Linked DNA regions of Dromaius novaehollandiae: region 1 is linked to region 2. A link is a contact called in public Hi-C data. All regions are on one chromosome and are shown on one strand. The core of a region is the stretch at or near the end of the contact, and the rest is flanking DNA. Distances in the headings are between cores, read along the strand shown. Region 1 has its middle 190 kb from the start of CYRIB. Region 2 holds the start of MYC (MYC proto-oncogene, bHLH transcription factor).

Region 1 (5,210 bases), core at 2,088-4,587, 700 kb after region 2:
CCAGTTCTGCATACAGTGTTCAGTTGCTGTCATCACTGTTTCTGTGAGTTTTTAATCTGCTGATTTTGCAAACTTGTCTTTCCCTATGTCTCTTGGCACTCTGCTCTCAATATGCTCATGGGCTACTGCAGGCACTGCTGTCATGACCTGTGCAGTACTAATGAAACCATCTGCTGGGTCAGCCTGTCACTTTACGTGCCATTCCAGGCTCTGATCTCATGAGGTCACACAGGCAAAGCTGGTACAGGCCTCACAGCAGTGCCCTCATGGGATTTTAGGAGACCACTAAGCTACAGGAGGAGTTCTTTTACTGGATGAGACATTAAGCTGCTGTTGTGAGTGCTTGTGACCTTTGAAGATCACACACTGTTCTTTGTAACAAAAAAAGTTCTCACTGAATCCCACTTCTGTTTGGATAAATGTACATTTTGCCTCTGTTTGCCCTTCACTTTCAAATAACACATAAAGCTGAATTCTGAAGCACATCCAAGACCTCCTCTAGCTTATAAAATATGCCCAGGGACAGCTAAATGAGATAACAATATAGTTATTTAGATCTTTTCCACCGGCTCCTTTTGGGCTTGGGTGCATGAGTGAATTCAGACAGTTAATCAAGCTACTGATTGCCAGCTAAGCCACAGTAATGGCTGGTGCCTGACGGTGCATGTGTCCTTAGCATAATGCAGCTGCAAAGTAAATCGTGATAGCTTAGATCCTAATGAAAATGAAATCCACTGTAGAGGCAGTTTAAACTAATACACTTCTCACTGGGTCAAGCTTAATGCATGCACATGGTCAGTTAGCAGGTTTCAAATGATGGGCATCTTCAGTAATTCAGTTATTTCCTATCATGTGCTCAGGACTGGGAATTTATCCATTTGAAATTCTGATATAAGAGAGGGTTAAATGGGCTGAAACTGATCTGCATGAACTACTTGCACAGCTGTAATTATATCTATGAGTAATCTTAACTAGAAATGCAGCACATTCGTTGGAAGTCTTTAAATCTAGACTGAATTGGTCTCTCTAAAAATATACAAACACTCAAACAGAAACCATAGGCCTGATGTAGAAAGCTTGGGGTGAGCATCTTTCACCCATGTGACACAGGAGGTCAGCCTGACAGCTACAATGGACTCTTCCTGACACTAAAATCGATGAAACTATGAATCCCTACGGTTCAATAAGGTATAACTCTGCCTGTGCCAACACTCCCTTCACATCCCCTGGGTATCTCGCTCACTCAGGCTACACTTCTGTAAGAAAGCTCTGTGCCTTGAATCTAGGACCAATGAATGGGAAAACCCAGCTCCTTACCAGAGCAAAGCTAAGATACCAACCTCCACTCCCTGATGCACTGATATGTGCAGTATTGCAGACATTTCAAGCACAGTCTCCACTCAAATCAGCTTCTGTGTCCCCTCTGGACAACAGAGCAACATTCCTCTTTCTTACTGTGTTGGTGACCTGCTTGGCAGTAGCATGCTGAAGATCCCTAAACTCAAATAAGGCTATGTATAAGCACAGCATCCATCCCTGCCCCAAAGAACTCCCCATGGTCAGCCCAAAGACTCTTGGCTGAACCAGTTCCTGTAAAAGACAGCTGCCATTTGTCGTAGAAATGCATCATAGAAATACATGTTTTCAAAATAGTTCAATAAAAGAGATTAGCCAGAAAAATATTCTGATGTCTTGGATTTAAAGAAATATTGCCGTTATTATTAGCATTAACTAATAATCCTTTATTTGTCCTTTACTAAGACTATGAAATGAACTGGATTTCTGAGCCTCAGCTGATATTTTGCAATTTTACCCTTCAGCCTATTTTTTTTAAATTGAAACTTCTAGAATATACACTTTCTGTTCAGCTTTTGCAACTTCCTGCACAAGTGAAATATCCCCTAACCCTGACCAGAAAACCCTTCCACATCTCTTTCAGAAATTCACTTCAGCAAATGTAACATCCTTACCAGAAGGAAACACAAGCTATAAAATATGCTGCAGCCTTCCTTTCTGTCTGGCTTGCTTCAGACTTCATTCATTAAAAAAAAAAAAAAAGGGGAGGAAGAGAATGAGAAAAAGTGACAGTTGATTCAGAAAGCTGTAAGATGTAAACATTCATCCACAGATGATGCATGGATGGTTAGTGTTGCATATCTTTGGGGACAACATATGCCTGTCTTTCAAACTTGTCATATCCTAACGGCCATTGTTATCAGCCTACAAAAGCTTCCAAATTCCTACCTGTCACTGAAATTCTCAGAAAATGAGAAACCATGACACATTGAGAAAATATAACTGTGATTATTCCTATCCTGCCACTGCTTGGGTCCCCGGCGCTTGCCTGTGCCTGCAGTCCTTCTTCAGTGGAGCCATCTTATTGATACCCTCAAGACTTCTTGCTTTTTTAAGTGCTTTCAAAGCCAGGTAGCCAAGCAAAATTCTCACTCTTTCCAATAGGTGTAGTCACTTTTGTGATATTTTTGTCTCTAAGTCTCCTTAATGATATTTGTATTGCAGTGGCAACTCTTGGTCTCCCCTCAAAATGCAAGACCCTGCTGTACTGATGAACCTTAAAACACTTCCTGTGTGACACAGAAAGAAAGCACCATTCTTATTAATTCTTCTAATTATTACTATTGTTCCCACTTTACAAAGGAATGAGACAAGAGTAACCTTCCCCTTCGGTCACGCTCAGCGTCAGTGGAGCCAGGGTTTGCCAAGCCGCCGGAGTCAGGATTAGGATGAAGCTTTCCACCCACCCATGAGGGCAAAAATTGTCACTTTCTCCTGAATTTTAAGGCTTTATGAGGCCTTGCCCACACTCAGGAGAGACATGTGGTACCCTTCGCGCCAGGCTGGACCTGAGGAGCTGGCTGTTGGCTGCTGAAGCCCAGAGACCCACCATAGCTTCGCCTCTTGACTTTGCTTCTCCTCCCAGCTCCCCCTCTGAGGCCCATCTGTGACTGGAGGGCCCCATCTCTCAAAAAGTCTTTCCAGACCCCCTCCTCTGGCTGCCTCGGTTTCACCTGCCGGCATTATATGTGGGATTATATTTCCCAGGGCGCTGTGGGGCCGGGGGTGCTCAGCCCTCGGGCGCCGGAGGTGGCCCTCCAGCCCCTTTCTCCCACCGCTCTCCCTGCCGCGTCCGTCCCGGCGGCGGGCGGCCCCGGAGGGACAGGACTGCCCGGCCCAAAGCGCGGGCGCGGGCGAGGGCGCCGCGCGGCCCCCATTAGCCGGCGCGAAGGTTTCCCGCCGCCGCTGGGCCGCGGGAGGTGCCGCTTGAATGGGCTCCGTGTCAGCGGGCGGCAGGAATGCGCGGAATGCTGAACGGCCGGGCAGCCCGCTCGGGAGGCTTCAGCCGCACGACTCGCGCACCAGAGCGACAGCCGTGAAGGCCAAACCCCACAAAGAGCCGTTTCTTCCCCGGCCCCCAAGTCAGCTCGTAAGCCGTTGCTGCTCGGGCCGGCGCGGAGGAAGCGGGAACTGTTTGCCTTGCTTTGAGAGCTTCCTACTTTTCATTGAGAAAAACGAGAGTGTGGTCGGTATCTGATAGATTATCTCTCCCCAGGCAGAAGACCGGCTCGGGAGACGGGTAGGGATGGGGGGAGGTATTTCTTCAATGAATTCAGTTTCCCACTGCGTGTAAAGGTTACTTCCCCCCGCCACCTCGCTGGCTCCTGTCGCAAGCTTCCCTCTCTGAATGAGAAGCAGAAACTGCCTTTCTGAATGAAACCACTTCATATTTCGCTGGCTTTGAAACGGCCAGGAGCCCCCGCCTCGCCACTCGCCCTGCTGCGGCTTGGTTAAGTGCCGAAATTCCCACGTCTTTGTCACAGGCCATTGCGAAAGGATATTTGGGAGCTGTCTGTGGACTTTCTTACCGACAAAGTAAGGGGACAGTGCTGGGTGCATCGCCTAAGCCACCCGTGTCACTCTCCCTCTTTCCTGATAAATCCCTGCCATCACCACCAAGGATTTTCCAGCAGGGAGGAAACCCTCTCTCGCCTGATACAGTTCCTAAATTATTTAGCGTGGTCGTGTTAGTTAGCAGCCGGGACGTGCCATGGGCCAGCACTAGGTAATGGCACTGGTTTGAAAAGCTTTCGCACAATCAGGAGATAAAATCAGCCAGGGCAATGCAGGGAGAGAAGTCAAAAGCAACGTGATAACTGTGCTGGTCTTTTCAACTTCAAAACATTTTGGCGTGGGATCTTTGTCTCTTCCCGTCACTTAAGGAGAAGCTTTGTTTCACAAAGCATTTGCTGTGAAAACCCTACTGATCAAAATGTTTGTAATTGCCTTTGAAGAACTATCCCTGTGCTGCCAGCGAGGTGGGACAGATTACACGGGAAGGAGCTCTCCCCACCTCTGATGTTTCCGACTCGGGGAAAAGGCAGCTTGGTGCCAGTGAAATATTAAAGACCTGATTCTCCTCTTTGTTACACTGCCTCAAATGCACCAGCTGCAACGGGATCACAGCCTATTAATGCCCATGCAAATAAAACCAAATCCACTCTCCAAGTTTTTCTTGGAGATTTTCAGTTGCAAACAATTGTTTTGCAGTGGGATAAATAATTGGTGACAATTAAAGCTATATACCAAAGGGACCAAGTTTCACAATCCTGCTTTCTTAAGTGCGCGGTATCCACAGCAGAATACCAGCTGGAGTAAATGCACCGGAAGTTAAACATAGTTGGACTTATCTTCGTTGTGCAGAACTGGATAACTTCATGTTTGTAAGCTAACACCCGGATCATATTCTCCCTTGAGAATATGTGGCCACACAGTTTGCCAGATAAGCTACTGCATTTGCAGATGATAATTTACACAGAAAGTGTGATGATGCACATCCATGTGCTAAATTTCATTCATAGATTATTAAGAAGTTGTTTGTGAAGCACAGGAACTATTGTGCTGGATCAGACCAAAAGCCCAATTGCCCCAATTTCCTGTCCTGAACCTAGTCCACAGCAGATTTTTAAGGAAGAGAATAGAGCAGGTTATGCACAGGATGATCTTTTTCATGTCCATTAGCTAATAGGGGCCTTCCTGAGATCATATTTAATAGCTCCCAGAAGAGCCCTCCTCCATGTGTTGTCTAACTCTTTTTCTAGACTCATTTATATTTTGGCCCCTGAGACATCCTGTGGCAGTGAGTTCCACAACTCAGCTACGCGCTGTGTGAAAAAAATACTTCCTTCTCCTTG
Region 2 (4,953 bases), core at 708-3,207:
TCTGCACTGGAGTAATTTAAAAATATTTCTACTGTTACCAGCACCGGCTGCGTTGCAACGGCATGAACCATTCTGAGGACATTTATTGCGTGTCAGGCTACTCTGATGCCGTGCTTAAACAGACGAAAGTGCCTACACCAAGTTTTACACTACAGTTATAACTAGATTAATTTGGCTCTTGCACCTTTCTGCCTGAGTTCAGGCCTGCCTTTAGTCACATTATTTCCATTCACATCAGCAACCCTGAAGGTCTGCTGCAGACAGAGGAGATGGGTTTTTTTTAAAAAAATAGCAGTATGTATTTTAAGCCATCTCTGAGCTAGGGTAAATGTGATTCTTAAAATGTCAGTAGGCGAAGCATCCACACGATGACTGTACAACGGCTCAGGTTGTTGTCTGACCAAGCTCGGTAAGTGTTTTTACTCTTTCTCCGTAAATCAGTCCTTCCTCCGCTGGGTAACGAAACCAACGGCGCCGGGCAGCAGAAGGGAGCCGAAATGTCAGGCGGGGCGCCGCGCTTCGCGGGGAGGGTGATGCTCGCAAACCTTGCAGATATTGTCACTTAAAAATTTTTTTTTTTTTTTTCGGGGGGGGCGGGGGGGGGGGGACGTGGAGCGCAGCCCAAGGTGCCACGGAGGGGCCGCGGCGCAGGTGCCCGCACTGCCGCCGGGCTGCGCGCTGCCTCCCGCGGGCGCGGCCGGCCGGGAGAGGGCGCGATGGGCCCACGGTAGCGGCGGCGGGGCCGTGGAAACGGCGGGGCCCGGCCCGGCCCCTCGGTGCCGGCGGCCGCCTCGCCGGGGCCCCTCGGCGGAGGCTCGGCGAGGGCAGCGCCGGGCTCGCGGCTGCTCCCGCGGGGGAGGCTCGCTCGGGAAAAATAAATTAATAAATTAATAAATTAATTAATGAAAGGGGGAGGGGGCTGGCGAGGAATAAATACATGTATGAAAGGTCCCGGCAGGCCCCGCTTGCGGGGCGCCCGGGGGTGCCGTCCCCCGCGGGGGTGCCGGCTCTCGGGGCTAGGCGGGGGGCGCGGGCGGGCGCGCAGCGCTGCGCAGCGCCGGCGGGACGGGGCATTTTGTGGCGGCCGCGGAGACGTAACGGTGTGGCATCCCTCCGGCCGGGCCCGCCGAGCCCGCCGGCACCGGGGGGCCGAGCCCGGGCGCCCCGTCGGGGCTCGGCAGCCGCCGGCGGGAGGGCAGCGCGGGCCGGCGTGGGGAGAGACCCCGGTGCAAAGCGGCGGTGGCGGCTGCCCGCGGAGGGGGGCGGCTGCAAGGTGACCCCCGTGGGGCTGCGTGTCCCCCCCCGCCGCCTCCTCGGCGGGCGCGGGCACTCGCGGGGACGAGGCAGCGGAGCGCGGGGGATGCCCGAGCCGCACACGCTCCTTTGTGCGGAGCCGGCGCCTTCGCCCCTGCGCCCTGCCTCATCCTCACCCTCCTGCCATGCCCCGGCCTCCCCGCCGCCTTAGTCTGCTCGCAGCGCCCGCCTCTTCTGGGGGTGGGGTGGGACAGAGAGAAAAAAAAGAAAGGTGAAAGCCCCTACGGCCGGCCGCTGCCATAGGGGGGCATCGCTCGCCGCTGAGAACGCGGAGGGAGGCGGCGGAGGAACGGGGAGCGAGGCGGCGGGCGGCGAGGAGCGGCCTTTTAATCCCTGCTAGTATTTTTCTTTTTTTTTTTTTCTTTTTTTTTCCTTCTTTTCTTTTTTTTTACTATGTTTACTTCCGACCTCTCCTCGTAGTAAAAAGCCCGTCGTGGCGCGCGGCACCGCCGGCCCCCCCGCTCCGCAGGGGGGGTTCCTCCCCCCCCGCCCCTCCGCGCACCCCCCCGCCGCAGGCCCCCAAAAGCGCGCGGCGCGGCGCCGCCCGCCCCCTCGCGGCGCGGGCGCGCGGGCGGCTCCGCAGGGCGGCGGCGCGCGGCGGGAGCGCGCGGCGGGCGCGGGCGCCGAGCGGGGCCCCGCGGTGCAGCCCCCGCCCCGCGGCACCTCCCCCGCTCCTCGCCGGCGCTTTAAAGGAGGAAAGCAACTAAACTTCTATTGTATCCGCACACGGAGCGCGCCGCGCTGCCTTGGACCGTACAACCCCCGCCGCACGCCGGGAAAGGCGATTGCTCCCTCCGTCGCTCCTTTTTTTTTCAGCCGTGCTGGGAGGAAGACAGCTATAGTCCCCCTGCTTTTTGTCTTTTTTTTCCCGTCCTCTCCTCCTTTTTTTTAATTTTTATATATATTTTTTTCCTTGTTTTGTGATTCCCCGCGCCGCTCGCAATAATTGCCTCGCTACGCCTCGCAGCTGGTGCGTTGGAGAAGCCGGTGAGTCGCGGAGCTCCGCTCGCCCATCAGTTGATCCCCCCGCGGTTGTGCCTTGGACTGACACGGGCTGGTGACACCCGCGCTGCCGGCGGGGCTGCGCGCCGGCGATGTGGATACCGACGGTGCAGCCGGAGGGACGCTTTGCTCTGCCGGGGCGCCGGAGTCCCCCATCCTTCTTTCTGAGCTCGGGTTTTCCAATTTGGGGGCAAAGCGCCTGCATCTCCAGCCTGTGGAGGGGCAGGTTATGATTATTGCACGTATTGGCTATATACATATATATATAATATATATATATATATATGCGTTTATACGTCTGTGTGTGTGTACGTGTATATATATATATTATATATTTTTTTTCATATATGACAAAATTCGGCAAACTTTGCCAAGGTCCCTGCCGTCCCTGCGCGTTAACGCGAGCCCAGGTGGGCGGCTGGGCAGCCGCCCGGCGCTCCCGGGGGCCGGCGAGGGCCGGCCGCCCCTTCCCGCCCGGCTGCCGGCCGCGGGAGGAGCGATGGGGCCGGCGCGGCGGCAGGGACGGGGGCTCCTGCCGGGGGCGCTGACGGCCGGGCGCGGGCGCGGGCGGAGCGGTGCGCGGCGTCGGAGCGGCCGAGCTGCCGGGGGAGGCCTCGGGCAGGGTGGTCCGGGCTGCGGCAGCCGGGGCCGGCAGCCGGATCGGGGCAGGGGAGGGCTGGTGCCTCCCGCCTGCCCCGTCGGGGCTCGGAGGAGGTGGGGGGAAGTCCCGCATTTTTTAATATCGTTTTTATTATTGTTGTTGTTACCGTCGCGATGGCGCTTTGCGCCGCCTGCCCGGAGCGGGGAGCAGGGAGGGAGCCGTGCGCGCCCGCGGGCTGCCGCGGGGCGCGGGCTGGGGGCCGCGCAGCCGCTCGGCGGGGCGCAGCCTCACCCGGCGCCCGCCGTGTCCCCCTCTGGCCCGCAGGCACCAGCCGCCGCGATGCCGCTGAACGCGAGCTTCCCCAGCAAGAACTACGACTACGACTACGACTCGGTGCAGCCCTACTTCTACTTCGAGGAGGAGGAGGAGAACTTCTACCTGGCGGCGCAGCAGCGGGGCAGCGAGCTGCAGCCGCCCGCCCCGTCCGAGGACATCTGGAAGAAGTTTGAGCTGCTGCCCACGCCGCCCCTCTCGCCCAGCCGCCGCTCCAGCCTGGCCGCCGCCGCCTCCTGCTTCCCCTCCACCGCCGACCAGCTGGAGATGGTGACGGAGCTCCTGGGGGGCGACATGGTCAACCAGAGCTTCATCTGCGACCCGGACGACGAGTCCTTCGTCAAGTCCATCATCATCCAGGACTGCATGTGGAGCGGCTTCTCGGCCGCCGCCAAGCTGGAGAAGGTGGTCTCCGAGAAGCTGGCCTCCTACCAGGCGGCCCGTCGCGAGGGGGGCGCCGGCGCCCGGGCCGGCCCGCCGCCGCCGGGGCCGCCGCCCGGCCTCGCTGCCTCGGCCGGCCTCTACCTGCACGACCTGGGCGCCGCCGCCGCCGACTGCATCGACCCCTCCGTGGTCTTCCCCTACCCGCTCAGCGACCGGGCCCCCAAGGCCGGCGCGCCCGGCGCCAGCCCCGCGTCCCTGCTGGGCGTCGACACGCCGCCCACCACCAGCAGCGACTCGGGTGAGTGCGATGCGCGGCCGCGGAGCTGCGCGGGGGGGGCGGCCGCGGGGCTCCAGCCCGCTCCCCGGCCCCTTCCTCCGGTGCGTGTGCTTTTTTTAATGCCACGTTAGCGAGGCGCACTGCGGACTCCCGGTGGGTTCGTTTCCTGGAGAACTAGCCCAATTTTCCGTCCTAAATGGGGAAGAAAAAAAAAGCCGGGGGGAGAGAGAAACTGTCATAACGGGGTCAGAGTTGGTCTCCGCCGCTTGAGCAGTGTCCAAGTGAAGCTGCTTCCCAGTGACATCGCCGGGCTGGGAAGGAGTTAACCGAGCGCCGGAGCCGCAGGGAGAGTGTGTGCAGGCAGGGAGGTGCTAGTGAAAGTGACTGCAGCAGTGAATGGGGCTGGGAAAGTTTTAGAAATGCTTCCTTAGGTATTTGACAGCGTGTTCCGTTTGCTCGTAAATTCGGGTTGAAAGCGAGTTGCTACTCAAAGCACTACCGCCCTCACTTCCCCCCCCCCCTTTGGATTTTCCACAAATTAGTCGATCGAGAAAGATTCAGAAAGTGTCTCTGCGCACACATGTGTGCTAAGTAAGCTTTCTTGAGGCGTGGCCAAAGCCTTCTAAATCCTTAATTAAGGGCAGCTTGAGTCTGGAAGCTTTATTGCGCTGTACTGCTGACAATCGAGGTTAAACTTTCCTGCTATCTTTCTTGAGTTCTTTGGAATTGCACAAGAGCGTTGCAACTTTTGGAATCAGGGATCCAGGGCTGAGAACGCAGTCCGTGTCCTATTGCGCTTGAAGTAGTGGCTTCCTTAAAGGAAAGCCTCCTCAGGACTGCGAGTCTCGGCATCAGAACAGTTTTAATACGGCTTTGTCAATGGGTTCCTGGCTGTGTGGCTCAGAATAAGATTCCCTTGTACATGCAGTGCTCTTTATGCTATTTATTTGCGCAGATCCACTTACGTTTTCTTTTTTTCCCTTGCAGAAGAAGAACAAGAGGAAGACGAAGAAATTGATGTTGTTACCTTAGCTGAAGCGAA

Evidence for each region. A called contact is a pair of places that touch in the nucleus more often than the background predicts.
Region 1: a Hi-C map of brain shows a contact between it and region 2, with 7 times the contacts expected there. The contact joins the enhancer-like site here to the promoter of MYC in region 2. A contact is called at or near these places in 2 of 4 Hi-C or Micro-C datasets (brain and liver).

What each region holds. Positions count from the first base shown.
Region 1 is chr2:159,648,879-159,654,088 of bDroNov1.hap1, forward strand. No RefSeq gene overlaps it. Among named protein-coding and RNA genes, the nearest start is that of CYRIB, 190 kb to the right of the region's middle. Within about 2 kb of position 3,338, at least 2 of the 2 cell types and tissues checked have open chromatin away from gene starts, as enhancers often do.
Region 2 is chr2:158,954,666-158,959,618 of bDroNov1.hap1, forward strand. MYC (MYC proto-oncogene, bHLH transcription factor) reads left to right here and starts at 1,958. Exons shown (of 3, transcript XM_064507863.1): 1 at 1,958-2,301; 2 at 3,242-3,932; 3 at 4,899-4,953. The coding sequence starts at 3,257.